3 separate regions of the Sus scrofa genome follow, and all the other regions are linked to region 1. The links are chromatin contacts, called in public HiChIP or PLAC-seq maps. All regions are on one chromosome and are shown on one strand. The core of a region is the stretch at or near the end of the contact, and the rest is flanking DNA. Distances in the headings are between cores, read along the strand shown.

Region 1 (4,615 bases), core at 1,526-4,025:
TCATTCGCCCCAGAAAATGCTTTACTAGTAGTCTGCAATTACAGATTTATGCTAATGAACTAACAACCTTTGGGTCACCTGAGGTGAACCAGGCCTAGCCTGGGAGTGTCCAGTAATCATCATTTAAAGTCATAATGATGAAAACTGAAATCTCACTTAGTTTAGCTCCTTGCCACTGGGCAGTCCAATTGGCACCGAGTTTATACAGCAGTTAAATCCAACCCCAAAGCAGCAAGAAGGCGGGCACTGCACTGTCCTGTTGGGAAGAGCCAAACAGAGGCCTGCTGAGAAGACTGTTTTATTTGGGCCCTTTCCACCCTCCCTGAGTATTCACTTGTGCAAATAAAAGACGGAAGGGAAGAAACCAAAATTAAAGTTTCAGGTGGCTGGAGAAGCAGTCAGATTTTTTTTTTTTTTTTTTTTTTTTTGGAAGAGTTAGCAAGTGTTTCTCAATAGTCCCCTGTCAATCAAAGCTGTTTTCAGGAGAACTGGAAAACAGCAGCTCTATCCCATAGAAAATGCAGCCATTTCCAAAGAGAGTTGGGAAAGGGACGTGATCCATGTGATAAAGACAGAAGGTCTCCAAGTCACTTAATTCCCTGTGACTCCAAAAGGACTGTTTTTAAAGTGTAAAAGTGCTTGCTTCTGCATCTGCCCCATGTTGTTAAATAACACTTGTGTAATTAAATGAAAGAGCAACGTGTGACCCTGGCCCATTCTGAGAGGCACTTACACGCTCTCTGAAAACACGCTGGAAACTAAATGCAGACAATCTCCTTAGTCCTGTAATTTAAGGAAGGGAGAGAGGGAAAGTTTTCTCTTGGCCCTCAGAGCGCCACATGCCCTCTGAAAGGGGGCCTTCGGGGGGCTCCGAGGAACAGAAGGAACACAAATACAGGTGTGCAAACATCCAGGTACGGACCTCTCTCCAATGACCCCATTGTTGAGACCCTTATGTTACTGAGAACCTCTGTGGCCTGACTTCCCTCACATTCCACCACCTTGGTTCCCTAATTGCTTTTCAGGCTGGGCGACAAGAAGGCTTCAGAATCTCAGGCCGCCAGTGGCTGTTGTGGTAACAAGGAACAGGCCCAGGTTCCAGGCCTCGGCCTGTCTTGATCAGGTTGCCCTGGAAGGTGCCTGTTTGCCTCTCAGCTGCAGTTTCTGCCCCCAGCACTCACGCCTCCCTCTGCAGCCCAGGCTGCTGGAGCTCGTGATTTTTAGGCTTTCCCCTTGAAACCTATCCAGAAACCACAGCCATTAAAAGAACATGAAGGTTTGACACCTCCTGAATTTAGGAATGAGGGGACTCCAGGGGCCGACTCTACACCTGCTGCTTGACGGCAGAGAAACCAAGTTCTCCAGCCAGCGCGAGCTTTAAACTATACTCCATGTATTTAGTCACCTTTTGCCAAGGATCTCAAAGCACAGGGTGAAATAAGACGACGGGAAACTTCCTCACTATCTGCCTTCGAGGCTTAAGGTTGTCTTCCTTGCTCTGCCTTGATGCATTCCACCATCCAGGCCCAGGACTGAGGGAGAGGCCTTCTCCCGGTGCCCAAGTGGGCCATCAGCCCTCTCTGAGGTTATCTGTCGGTGGCTTCTATAGTTCTCCAGGCCAGTTAAATGACTCAAATAGTGGGTGCAGGAAGGGATGACCCCCCTGGATTCACCTGCTTGAGAGTTGCATTTAAACCACTTTATGGCACGTGCACTTCAGTGCCAGGCAATGCACCAGGCAGGCAGGGGCTGTGATCTTTGCCCTCTGGGCATTTTCCCATCATTATCACACAGGTATGTCCAAAGCAGAAAGGACCATTTTCCAGAAAGTTCTTTCCCCTCTAGCCTACCATGATTACTTTTGTCTTCTTCTGCCACTGACCTAACTTGGGCCTTCTTCCCCTTCTTTTAACAGGACAAACATCTCAGCTCTCCCTCCTGACCACCCCGCTTTCCATGGAAATGGACGCAGCTCTGGTTTTCCCAGAGTGCCCACAAACTCAAATGAGTCTATCTTCAAAGGTGCCTTCCAGCTCCACGAACTCTGATTCTCCCTTTAATTACTCCCCAACAAGCGCATTCTTCGCATTGTTTCCAACTGGCCGGTGACTTCTCTTGTGATGAAAAGGGTGCATTTTTAGGCAATGGAACCCAAACTTCTAAATGACACCAGCACCGCAAATATTCAACCGGCAGGAACTAATCCAAAAGCAAAATAAGGAAGGCAGAAGGGAGGGGAAGAAAGATGGAAGGGAGGGAAGGAGGAAGGGCCTGACTCGGTGCTGAGCGCGATGCAGAGGCTCTCACCCCAGGTAGGTTCCAACTGGGAGTCAGGTAGTTCAGGTGCATCCAGCCTGCCCTTCCCCCACATGCCCCAAGAGAATGGGAAGTTCAGCCAAGACTCGCAGCACCTGCCTGCAGCTCTAGGCCGGCTGCGCGAACCCGCGGGCAGGCGGGCCGGCGGGGGCGGGAGGCTGCACTCACCTGGCACACAAAGGCTCCGCACACCTCCAGAGGGAGGAGGCACTCGCAGGTCCGGGGGCCGCGGCGGGCGCGACCACGGGAAATTCCAGCGGCACCCGAGCCCCGAACGCACCCACCCCAGGCGGCATTCTCCCCACCTCCCGCTGCCCCCGGGGCTCCGAGCTGGCTCTGGCTAGGTGCGAGGGGGCCCGGGGCAGGGGAGGGGGGCTCATGCTCGCGGCCCCGGCCGGGCCGGCGGTCGCCCCTCCCCGGGAGGGAGGGCAGGTCCCCGGGCGCGAGGCGGGGATTCACCCACGGGGCGCGGCGCTCGCGTCCCCGTCCCCGGCCTGCCCGCTGCCGGCTCCGCCGCCCGCCCGGAATGGCTTTATGTAAATGAAGCTCAACTCGCAGTTCGCGGCGCGCACCGCCCGGGGAAGGGGGGCAGGCGGGGCGGGGGGCCTTCGGGGATCCACATTACACGGCAACAAAGCGGAAGGTTAATTTGAAACTCACAGCCCCGCCGCCGCTCGGCTCCCCGGGCAAAGCCTGACATCTACAGTCGTGCCGGGCGTAGGCCGGGTGCTGGGCTGCGGCCGCGCCCGCGGGGACACAGGGACACACGGGCGCGCGAGGCCCGAGCGCTCGGCCGCGCTCCGGGCACGGGCCTCCAGGCAGGCTGGGCCGCGCGCACCCGGGGACAGGAGCCCTGGGCGGCTCGGCCTGCGCCGCGCGGAGAACCGGCCGGGCGGGCGGGAACAAAGCCCGGTCCTCCCCGGGCGCTGACCCCTCACTCATCAAAAGTCGGGGGCCGGCCTAGAATCGGGCGAGAAGAAAGGGACGCGCCCTCGGCTACAACAAGGAGCCTGGGGCCTCCGGACCAGAGCCATGGGTCTCTGGGCCCCATCCACGTCACAGCCAGGCCACTCTAGCGTGGGGACATTAGCCAATGTGGACAGGAATTTATTTGCAACACACACCCATCCTATTAACTGCTTTACAGAGAACTTCTGTTTTCAGCTGCGGAAACTTATAAAAAACATCCCCTGCTCTCCAGTGACAGCTTAAGGATAGTTTTTCATGGGAGAGAAGGAAAAAAGAGAAAGACAGAGGGGAAGAAAAGTCGCAGCCTGCAATTAACCTTACAGTATCTTTAACAAGACGCCTTAAAAGCCACAGATAAGACGTATAGATCATGCCCTGCGTAAGGAGCTTCTACCACCCAGGTCAAATTTAATGGGGCTGCCCCGTTGGTCCAAGCAATTGCTGGACACTTTTATACCGCCCCAGGTTCACTTTCTCCATTCTGACATGCAAAGGCAGCACCACAGAAATCTCACCGGAAGTCCCCTGTCCCCCTGCCAGAATCCCACTGCTAGGTCTGAATTTACTCCCGACTCTCTGCATAGAAAAGCACCTGCTTTTACCCTTTCTGAAAGCCACCCACCCAGGCTGGCCCCACAGCCTTGAGAGTCCTTTCTGACTGCACAATAATGAACCGTGCAAGTGTTAGAAATATAATAAGCTCATGAGGCGAAGCGCTGTATGTATGGAATCGTATTAGCATTAAGCACACACTGATGCAGGAGGAAAGGGGTGATGAAAACTAGAAGGCATCTGGCCCAATATAATTCAGGTTCAAATGAACATATCTTACCTGTTGGGGCTAGACAACCCCTCTCTACATTTCAGCCCAAGTAAGAGACTCAGGGAAAAAAAAAAAAAAAATTTTTTTTTTCCAGCTGGGGCCCAGGGAGCAAAGACTGCCTCTAGGGAATCATGTCCGATTAGGGACAAAGGAGAGCACAAGCCAAATTCTGTCACACATGAGAGAGTGAGTGGGGGGGGGTGGCGAGGGGAGTGGAGATGGAAAAAAGGAAAGTGGAGGATGATTTTGTAAACCAGTATGGCCACTGCAGAGCTGTTTCCAGACCGCCTGACTTCAGGCCCAAGAACAGGTGGTGTTTTCAAAACACACTATTATTTATATTAGCCACATGAGTTGAGAACACCTTACAGAAAACCAATTAATAATTTAATTGAAAAAGGGACTATGAATAATACATGAAGATGATGATGCGAGCAATAACACAAGTAACGCGGCACACACAATCCAGAGATGGCTCTGGAAAAGTCTTAAGGAGCAGGCAGACTC
Region 2 (4,615 bases), core at 719-3,218, 200 kb before region 1:
TCCTGGGTGGAGACACAGAGGCCCCGCCGCGCACGTCTGCCGCCCAAGGCCGGCACGAGATCAAGAGGTCAGAGCCATGGGACCAGGGATGATGGGATTCGGGGTTATGTTCAATGTCGCCCTAGTTCCCTCTAGCCCCGGCTCTACTTTGCAACATTTCCAGGTGTAGTGCCCCCCGATCCACCAGAAAATGGCTTCGAAATTTCATCTCACACAGGAAGTAAAAGGAGTTCAAAGTAAATTGACCTCAGAGGGTTTACAAAACATCTGAGGAAGAAAGTATCTATTAGGAGCCAGATTTTCCTACCTCTTCCCCCAAAGCCAGTAGAAGTCCCAGAACTGGAAAACTGAACTAGGGGTCAGAGAACACGTCTTCATGACCACCGAGAGGGGAGGTAGGAGGCAGCTGTGGGGAACCCGGACGAGAGAAGATGCTGCCTATCATTCTTCTGCCCCACCAAGAGGCTCCTACACCGAACGTCTAGGTCTCCTCCTGCCTCAGTGTACAGGAAAGTTACCATTGAGTCTCCCCATGCCCACCCTTAGTTCGAACGGAGAAAGATCAGGCAGCTTTGGTCTGAGGTCCATCGGCTATACAGCACCACGTGAACACTCCGTATCCTTTAGGGGAGAAAAATACCCATAGAAAGTGCTAGTTGAGCAGTAACAAGCAAGTTACCCCATCTTAATTATGTCCAGGTAGGATGTTCAATGCACATGTTTAGGCTTTTGATAAACCTGTTCCACACTCTATTATAAAATCCATCCTCGAATGCGGATACTAGCATTCAATCAGTATTATTAAACTGGGTCTACCCCAAGCAGCTAGGTCTCTTAAAATATACTCATTTGCCCTAACACATCCTATGATACAAAATACCTCTAAGTACCCATACACTAACCAAACGCGATTATGCAAAGCGATGGCTCACGGGCCCTCCTCTCCGGCACACACACATAACATCAGCACCTTAGACGGAGGCAGTCTGACGCCTGCAAAACAGGGAATACGCTGATGTGATGGACAGTGTCTGGAGGTGCTGCTCTGCAGAGCAGGGAGGAGTTACCCACGGGGGCGGGGCATCTCCAAGGCCAGTGTCTCTCTGCCGTGTGTTACACGGGCTGCAGCCATTCAAGCCAAGCGTTAAGAACTCGTGGTCACTCTGGCACTGACCCCACTTCTTTGAACCTTTCCAAACCAATCTATTCAGAAGACAGAGCCTGAGGAATAAGCTCATCATTCATGCAAGGCGCAAGGAACCCGCATGGCACTCTGTGACACTCCTGGAGCCCATATTCTACGAGCCTACGTGGGTCTTGGCTTTCTTCTGCCCTGGCCCCGCTACACGCAGAAAAGTGAAGGCAGCTGAGCTCCAGTGCGAGGGGAGACGACAGGGGTAAACTTAGGAACTTCTTTTACTTCTCTCCTTCTTCCCCTCCCTTGCCATTTTCTTTAAGGATTTTAAAATCAGGAGCTCCACTGTGGTGCAGTGGAAACAAATCCGACAAGGAACCATGAGGTTGCAGGTTCGATCCCTGGCCTCACTCAGTGGGTTAAGGATCCAGCGCTGCCATGAGCTGTGGTGTAGGTCGCAGATGCGGCTCGGATCAGGCGTTGCTGTGGCTGTGGTGTAGGCCAGCGGCTGGAGCTCAGATTCGACCCTAGCCTGCCTTGGACCCTCCATATAACGCGGGTGCGGCCCTACAAAGCAAGATAGAAAAATGAAAAATTGAGTCGTCTTCTTTTTCAGTTTTTAGATTTAATATTATCATTTCTAATATATTAGACGCCAAAAAGGTGTTGTGTGCTTGGTGGAATGAGGAACAACTGAGAAACGCCTGGACAAGCCAGCTTCGCTTACATGCAGATCCTCACCCTGCGAGAACACCAGGTCCCATTCAGCCCAGGAGGTGCTTCCCTGCAGTTTCAAGTGTGACCTACAGGTGTCGCCCTCTGCATGGCGAGGCCTGGAAGGGCAGCTCGCCACAGGAGGCAGACAGCGTCTGGGCCGCCTAACCTGAGCATGTGGAAATAATATACGTCTTCAAGTGAACTGTCTGGTCCTGGGGAAATAAAATAGGACATTCATAAGCAGTTACACCATCTGTCTTTATACCATCATCATCAACAGCAAGAGGAAAAATAGCTCTTTAAAATGGATGAAAGCCCAGGCTGACAGTAACCAGAAAACTGTGAGCTCTGAATACCAATAAAGGTAGAGAAATGATTTAAAAACAGAGATATAAACTATGAATTCGTCTGGACAGCTCGGGCCCACAATGCTTTGCAGGCAGGGGATGTTCTACTGGTCCCCCAAGCCTCACAGCCACCTCACTAAGACCCAGGCCTAGGCACCTGCAGACAGGACCTGGGGCTCCCTGTCCTAGAAACACGTGGGGACCGGGAGCAGGATGGCATCCAGCCCTGCAACAGCTGCGCCCATGCTCTGAGCTCCTGGGGCTGGTATGTAGCCCAGGCTCCATTTAGGGATGTTCATTTGATACCCACATGCCCAGAGAGTGCCACACAGGGAAGGTTTTTCTCCCCACAGATCACAGAATGCATTTCCCCCCAGTGAAGTCAGTGGCAACTGGCTGGGGTCATCAGAGAAGTCAATTTTTTTTCCTCTATAGTATCAGCTACTGACAGATGGTGGGAACATGCAAAAACCTGATGGATGTGGATCCAGGTTTATGTGGAAAATCCTCTTCCTCAGAAGACAAAGTCACTTTCCTTCCCCAATACATACAACAGCCCCCGTGCTATTCTGCAGGCCAAGAAACACAATTCAAAACCATCTTCTCCCCAAAGAGCTGAACCCAGTATCAGAACCCAACCAGAACCCACCAGGAAGGCCTTCTCAGGGGCACAGCCAGGGCCTGGGTCAGCAAGTTCACCTCTGCTCTCTACGCCCTGTTCTTGGCAGGAAGCAGGGAGGCCCAGTGCATCTCACAAGAAGGTCTGTCCTTCAGAAGACTCCAGAGGGGGGTGCCTCTAACCTCCCCTCGAGGCCGCCGCAGACGCCTACTTCGTGGATACACCCTACAGTAGCCCTGAAACTAGGGCACTGCTCCTACTTGGATGTACTTCCACATTAAAGGGTTAGGGAAATAGAAGCAAATCTTGAATAGGTGTGAGGTCTTCCTGGTGTCCCTTCTGCCCTCAATTTCCATGTAAAACACAGGCTGAAGGCCTTTAAAAAAATCTATTTCCATCACCCTCTCTTTCTGACAACCGCTTCTCCTGACAGCACTCACTGGCGCCCACTCCCGTCTCCTGGGTAAGGGCAGAGCCCTCAGGTGTAAGAACTTCAGCAGGCACTCCGTCTAAAAGGGAAGGGCTCCTGGGGCAGCTTAGGTCTTGGAGTGATGATACCACGGCTCCAGAAGATTTCTCCTCAGTTAAGGCAGTTTTATGTCCCACAAATGCCAAATGTTCTCTCTTTTTTTTCTTTCTTTTTTTTTTTTTAGGTCTTGTGTCCTTTTAGGGCTGCACCCGCGACATATGAAGGTTCCCAGGCTAGGGATTCAATCAGAGCTGTTGCCACTGGCCACAGCCACAGCCACAGCAATGCCAGATCCGAGCCACGTCGGCGACCTACACCACAGCTCACGGCAACACCAGATCCTTAAGCTATGGAACAAGGCCAGGGATCGAACCTGCAACCTCATGGTTCCTAGTCGGATTTGTTTCTGCTGCGCCACGACGGGAACTCCCTAAATGTTCTCTTAACACACCTTCTACTCATGGCGGTGAAGGGGATTGCGTGGTTTGCCCATGTGTGGTGAAGGAGGACCATGGGCCAACTGGCACCCCCTGATGGATGTCGATCCACTGGGGGGCGGTGGGGGCGGTGTCTGCAACAATTTCACTGACCACCTGGAAATTGGTTTGTGGAAAGAGCACGAGGCAGAAGCAAAAACAAAGGTGGCATCGGCACGAGGTTGTCACTCGCCACCACTGCGCCCACTCTCTGACCGAGTCATCCAAGAAAATGGGCCAGCTGCTAAAAAAGGATACTGTGCAGCCAATAACGAGGGCCGAGGGCTGCATCCATGGCGTGTATTTTACAAATCACAGACCTGACGGAACGAGAGTCTATCACTGGCTGAGGCTAGTCCGAACCGCTCCTAACTCCGGACAGGATGATGCAGACTCAGTCAAACCGCCTCCCAAACCTGGCAAGACTCCTGCTGGGCCTTGGTGATAGAAATCTGGACATTCTCCTACGAACCCGAACCGGGTGTCGTGCACGCAAGGCTCAGGCGATCATGTGACTTAAATAATACACTAATCTGGGATCCCTGAAGAATGAAATTGTTCTTTCCTTTTTCTTTGGGGGGAGCAGCGTTTGAGGGCGGGGAGTGAACTAAAGTGCGTCTGCCTGTCGGCAGGCTCAAGAGCCGAGAAACATTAGCTGTCATGAACCACAATCAAATCAGGTTTGAAATATTTAGCAGTGGCTTGGAAAATGCGGCGGTGCAGCTCTGACAGGCGAGATGTGCACAGACACCCACTTTCCATTATAATGGAAATATCAGGCCCGTTCTGAATATGTATAACCCAGAAAAATGTATTGATTTTTCATTCGGCATTAAAAAAAATGAAATAGCC
Region 3 (4,615 bases), core at 653-3,152, 170 kb before region 1:
AGGGAAGAAGGAGGGGTCGATGCTCCCTAAGCCCAGAGAAAACGCCTCAGTGCTTCCCAGCCATCAACACTCGCTGCGCCCAAGAGCTTCGAACTGATGTAAGAGCGGTTCTTCCAGCATCTGCAGGAGCCTTGAGAGAAAGAAGGTCGTGACATTCTGCTGGGCCCTGTGCATGAACAGCTTGGACCTGGTAAAGGAGATTTTGCCAAGTGTGGGGGGCCTGGTTTAGAAGAACAGACAGGCAGGCTGACCAGCATTCATCCCCACCCGCCTCCAGGGCGGCCGACAGGGACTCCACACTGGCACCTGCAGGCGATGCCTCAGACCACGCCACCCCGGGAGCTGAGTGCAGCCTGGGTTCCAGAGTGCCACCTTCCCCGGGATTCCCAGGTGCCTTGGCATGCTTCCAGCTCTGAAAATGGCCATGTCAGATGCTGAAGACGCTGATATGGCCAGTCAGCCAGCAATTATGGACAGCCTCAGATGTGTCCAGTGCAGGGCTATTTTCTGGGCATTGCTCATCAAAATGAAGCCTTAGTTAACAGAGCCCATGAGGTGGCAAAATGCGTTCCCCCATGTGATACCCAAGGCTCACTGAATTATAGGTGAATCCGTATGTTCTAGGTCTTAAGAAACCACCACCACCATTTTGGTTTTTCAAGAATAGGAAATTCTCCAGACTGCATGAAAAACGGAAAAATTAAAACAATAACGACAACTACAGAAACTCTGAGTTTCAAAAAAAAAAAAAAAAAAAAGGCAAGGAGAGTTCTTTTTCCTCCGTTTCAGGCTACTGCCCTGCTAGGTCTGTAAAGAATTGGGAAATTTAAGGATGACTCTCTAGACTGGGTAACTAATTCACTGCATCGGGGCTGAGAAGCCAAGTCGCTCTGCCCACCAGAATCCTTCATCTTTCAGACAAAGGTCTTTCTTGCTGTTTCCACCACCTGATCGTGTGAACAGCCCGCGAGAGGGAGGGAAGGGACCACAGCGCCGCAGTCTGAATGCGAGGCAGCCAATCAGAACTAATCTCTGCCCTGGAAGTAAATTCGGCGTCTGTTCCCTGATCTGGTGCCCAGGAGGGCTCAGGCGGTGGTGGCGGGGTTGGGGGGGGCTCATTTCCCTTTATGCCCCCTTGCCCCCAGCTGGTACCCCCAAAACAAACAAGGGACTTTCTGGGCAATGCCCTTCAACCCAATCAGCCACGGAAGAAATTATTTTAGACCAGGTCCAAGACTAAATCCAAAGCAATGAACTTGACATTAAGACTTATTTATTTATTTCTCCCTTCACGAACAGAAGGTTAATATAAGAGCAACTCCTTGGCAAACCTTTAAGGGTAATTCAAGCGACACTGATGTGAATCAATGTTCCCTTTGTGAACACATTACTTGGCAGAAACTGGCTTTTTGTAACCCCCTTAAACCTAGCCAGCAAAACAAAAAGAAGGGGGAAAAATGTCCTTCAAACAAAAGGATGAGGTGAAAATAAAGAGTGAGTTGACCGCACTTTATTCTCTTTCATAGAAGCAAATGGATCTGGTGCTTTTATACATTAATCAATCAATATCACTGACTGTACATCAGCAGGGTAGCCAAGTTATGAATGACCTTTCTGGCAAAGAGGACACTTTTAATGCTCATAAGACTGCTCATAGCTTAGCAACTTTCCGAATTTATGCCTGCATGATTACCCCTTAGAGGCGAGTGGCCGTTAGCGCTGCACTAAATATGGCAAGGTTAGTCGTCTCCAATTTGTGCAGAGGGAAGGAGAGACGTGGACACGCTGCCCTGTTTCTGCACCAGCTGTGGCAGCCTGGGCGAGGTGGAGGGCAGAGGCTCTGGCAGCCTCGGGTCCCTGCCCGGCTGGCCGGGCTGGCCCCCCTTCCAGAAAGCTGGCCCACCTCCTGCTCAGCTCCAAGCCAATCCAAACAGGGCCATTTCAGGGAGCTAATCTAGAAAGCCATGCCCGGCTCAACCTGGGCCTCAGTCTGCTTCTCACGCTCAGCTCCCGAGGCCACCGAGCTGGCAGATGGGCAGGGTTGGCCACGGCAGGGCATCCCCAGGCTCCCCCGATACGCTGTCCACTCCGCTCCCAGCTGCACCCCTACAAGCCCTCCCTGAATTGACTGATGCCTCCAACCTGGCGAGAGAACTTCACGTTTCCAAAAAGAGAACTAGCTTTCATCTTGAAGTTGGTTTTTTTAAAAAAGCAATTCACAGAAAGGCATTTCTACCAAAAAGATGAACTGACTTCCTCTCTCCAGAAATATCCAGCTCAGCTAAATAAACAGTTGGTCCAATCCTCTCTTATCTCTCCCTCTCCCCAGCTCAGCCATGTTCTCCAGGCCCCGAAGGCTGGAGAGTTCTCTGGATTCCATTCCTTGTGGGTGGAAATGGGGCAAAGGCCCGTCTGTGGGTGTGGGTTTCCATGACAACCATCACCGGCTCAGTGCGGCCACGTGGGGACACAGCCCACCACCCATCACCAGCGCAGCTTTCCTCCGGCAACTCTCCTGCTACGGTTGTGGTGGAAATCTCCAGAAATCTGTTGGCCCATCCACAAGGCCTTGCTTTTTTTCTGTCTCCCAGAGAGGGAAATGCAGACATAGAGAACATTTAAAATAGAGCCTTTTTTTTTTTTTTTTTTTTTTTTTTTTTTTAAGGGAGGCAATAGGGAAGTTTCCAGGCTAAAGGTCAAATCGGAGCTGCAGCTGCCGGCCCACATCGAGTCGCGTCTGCAACCTACACCATGGCTCATGGCAACGCCGGATCCTTAACCCATGGAGCAAGGCCAGGGACTGAACTCACATCCCCATGGATGCGAGCCGAGTTCTTAACCCACTGAGCCACAGTGGGAACTCCCTAAAACAGAGCCTTAACTTCACACGAAATTACAACAGAAGAAACCAGAGGCTGAACTCAGCATCTTGACTAGAACACAGGCAGAGTTCAGGGCAGTGGTGAGTTTTACCAACACCCTTCTTCAGTCTTCAGAGAGCTTCCCGGCTATACGAGTAAACACAGGGCACTGGTCAGAGGAAATGAGTCTCCGTGTGGTAAACCTGAAGTCAGGAGAGGTCACTTACAGGGGACCTAAGCCCCGGAGTGGTCCTGACCCCCAGGCAAGAGGCTCAGAGGCCTGTGTGCAGAAATGGGCGACACATGACAACACCAACAAGGAGAAGCCCATGGGTGTGTGTGACTCCGAGGAGCCCGGGGCAACTACACTCGCTGCAGCCCTGCACTGCTTTCCTCCTTTTTGCAGACCCAGTCCTCTCTGTCAGCGTGCCCGACTTAGATAAATAATACTGGGCTCCCGGACGATTATTTTTTAAGAGATTCAGATTCGCGTCCAGAAAATCCACCTTCGGTTTAGAGCCCAGGCGAGCGGGGTGCCCTGACCAAGTTGGGATCTGGGGTGATGCTCAGACAGCCCTTCCCGACTCATCAGGTACTGGTTTGAAGGTCTCTGTTCTCCCGTGGGAAGTTGCAAATACAAGTATTTAACCACTATAAAAACCTTCTTCAGTTTTCACTCATTTTTTCCCCCTTTTCATCACTTTACCAATATCAAAAACTTGACCCTTTCTGCCTTTTTCATAATTTACAAACTTTTTTTTTTTTGGTCTTTTTGTCTTTTTAGGGCCACACCTGTGGCATATGGAGGTTCCCAGGCTAGGGGTCCAATCAGAGCTGTAGCCACCAGCCTACACCACAGCCAGAGCCACGCCAGATTGGAGCCGCATCTGCGACCTACACCACAGCTCATGGCAACGCTGGATCCTTAACCTGCTGAGCCAGACCAGGGATCGAACCCGCGTCCTCATGGATGCTAGTCAGGTTCACTACCACGGAGCCACGACGAGAACTCCATAATTTACAAACTCTTAAGTCATGCCACGAGGCGGGTCTCCCTCCCACGTGGGAAAGGATTTGGCTAAATGCTCCGTCAATCTTCCTTTCTGGGCCTTTACACAAGCCCGGTTGTTCCTCTGACATCTTTCAAAAGTTCATCTCTTATCTAATCACTGTAAATGATGATCTGTGTGTGGGTGTGAGTGTGTGTGTGCGCGTGTGCATGTGCACGAGCACGAGCACAAAGGTGCCTTCTCAGGCTCGCAGGGTTTCCCCAGATGACAAACACCACGTCACCCCCTTTCTTTGCCTTCTTCTCCTGCCTGGCCGACGGCGACTAGCCATGGCATGCCTTTCCCCCTGGCCTTCCCCTCCCTCTGCAGATGATGCCAACCCACCGCCAACAACTGGCAGACACGATCGTGAACATCGGCACCTCTCTTCTGGAAGCACCTTGGTACCTACCGGTCTCTACAGCCACAGGGCTGTCTTGTCACAGCCTGTGTCTGTCATGCAGCACGTCTCCCTTCTGCACATTTAAATCTCTCTATAAAGAGTAATATCAGCAGGAGTTCCCATCGTGGCGCAGTGGTTAACGAATCCGATGAGGAACCACGAGGTTGCGGGTTCGATCCCTGGCCTTGCTCAGTGGGTTAAGGATCCGGCGTTGCCGTGAGCTGTGGTGTAGGTCACAGAACACAGCTCGGATCCCGAGTTGCTGTGGCTCTGGTGTAGGCCGGAAGCTGCAGCTCCAATGA

The links. HiChIP or PLAC-seq counts read pairs in DNA pulled down with a chosen protein or histone mark.
Region 2: a contact with region 1 is called in an H3K27ac HiChIP or PLAC-seq map of skeletal muscle, with 5 times the contacts expected there. The contact joins the enhancer-like site here to the promoter of ZFHX3 in region 1. A contact is called at or near these places in 17 of 47 Hi-C or Micro-C datasets (adipose tissue, brain, embryonic fibroblasts and 10 more) and 2 of 2 datasets of contacts at active chromatin or transcription factors (alveolar macrophages and skeletal muscle).
Region 3: a contact with region 1 is called in an H3K27ac HiChIP or PLAC-seq map of skeletal muscle. The contact joins the enhancer-like site here to the promoter of ZFHX3 in region 1. A contact is called at or near these places in 9 of 47 Hi-C or Micro-C datasets (adipose tissue, embryonic fibroblasts, fibroblasts and 5 more) and 2 of 2 datasets of contacts at active chromatin or transcription factors (alveolar macrophages and skeletal muscle).

Annotation. Positions count from the first base shown.
Region 1 is chr6:15,938,526-15,943,140 of Sscrofa11.1, forward strand. It overlaps ZFHX3 (zinc finger homeobox protein 3), which reads right to left and starts at 2,776. Exons shown (of 10, transcript XM_021097088.1): 1 at 2,485-2,776.
Region 2 is chr6:15,742,208-15,746,822 of Sscrofa11.1, forward strand. All of the region lies in intron 4 of ZFHX3 (zinc finger homeobox protein 3), which reads right to left. Among named protein-coding and RNA genes, the nearest start is that of ZFHX3, 200 kb to the right of the region's middle. Within about 2 kb of position 1,969, at least 7 of the 83 cell types and tissues checked have an H3K27ac peak or open chromatin away from gene starts, as enhancers often do. A contact at or near this core is called in fetal skeletal muscle, omental adipose tissue and skeletal muscle, where this site is marked.
Region 3 is chr6:15,767,584-15,772,198 of Sscrofa11.1, forward strand. The region is part of intron 4 of ZFHX3 (zinc finger homeobox protein 3); the gene reads right to left. Among named protein-coding and RNA genes, the nearest start is that of ZFHX3, 170 kb to the right of the region's middle. Within about 2 kb of position 1,903, at least 15 of the 83 cell types and tissues checked have an H3K27ac peak or open chromatin away from gene starts, as enhancers often do. A contact at or near this core is called in omental adipose tissue and skeletal muscle, where this site is marked.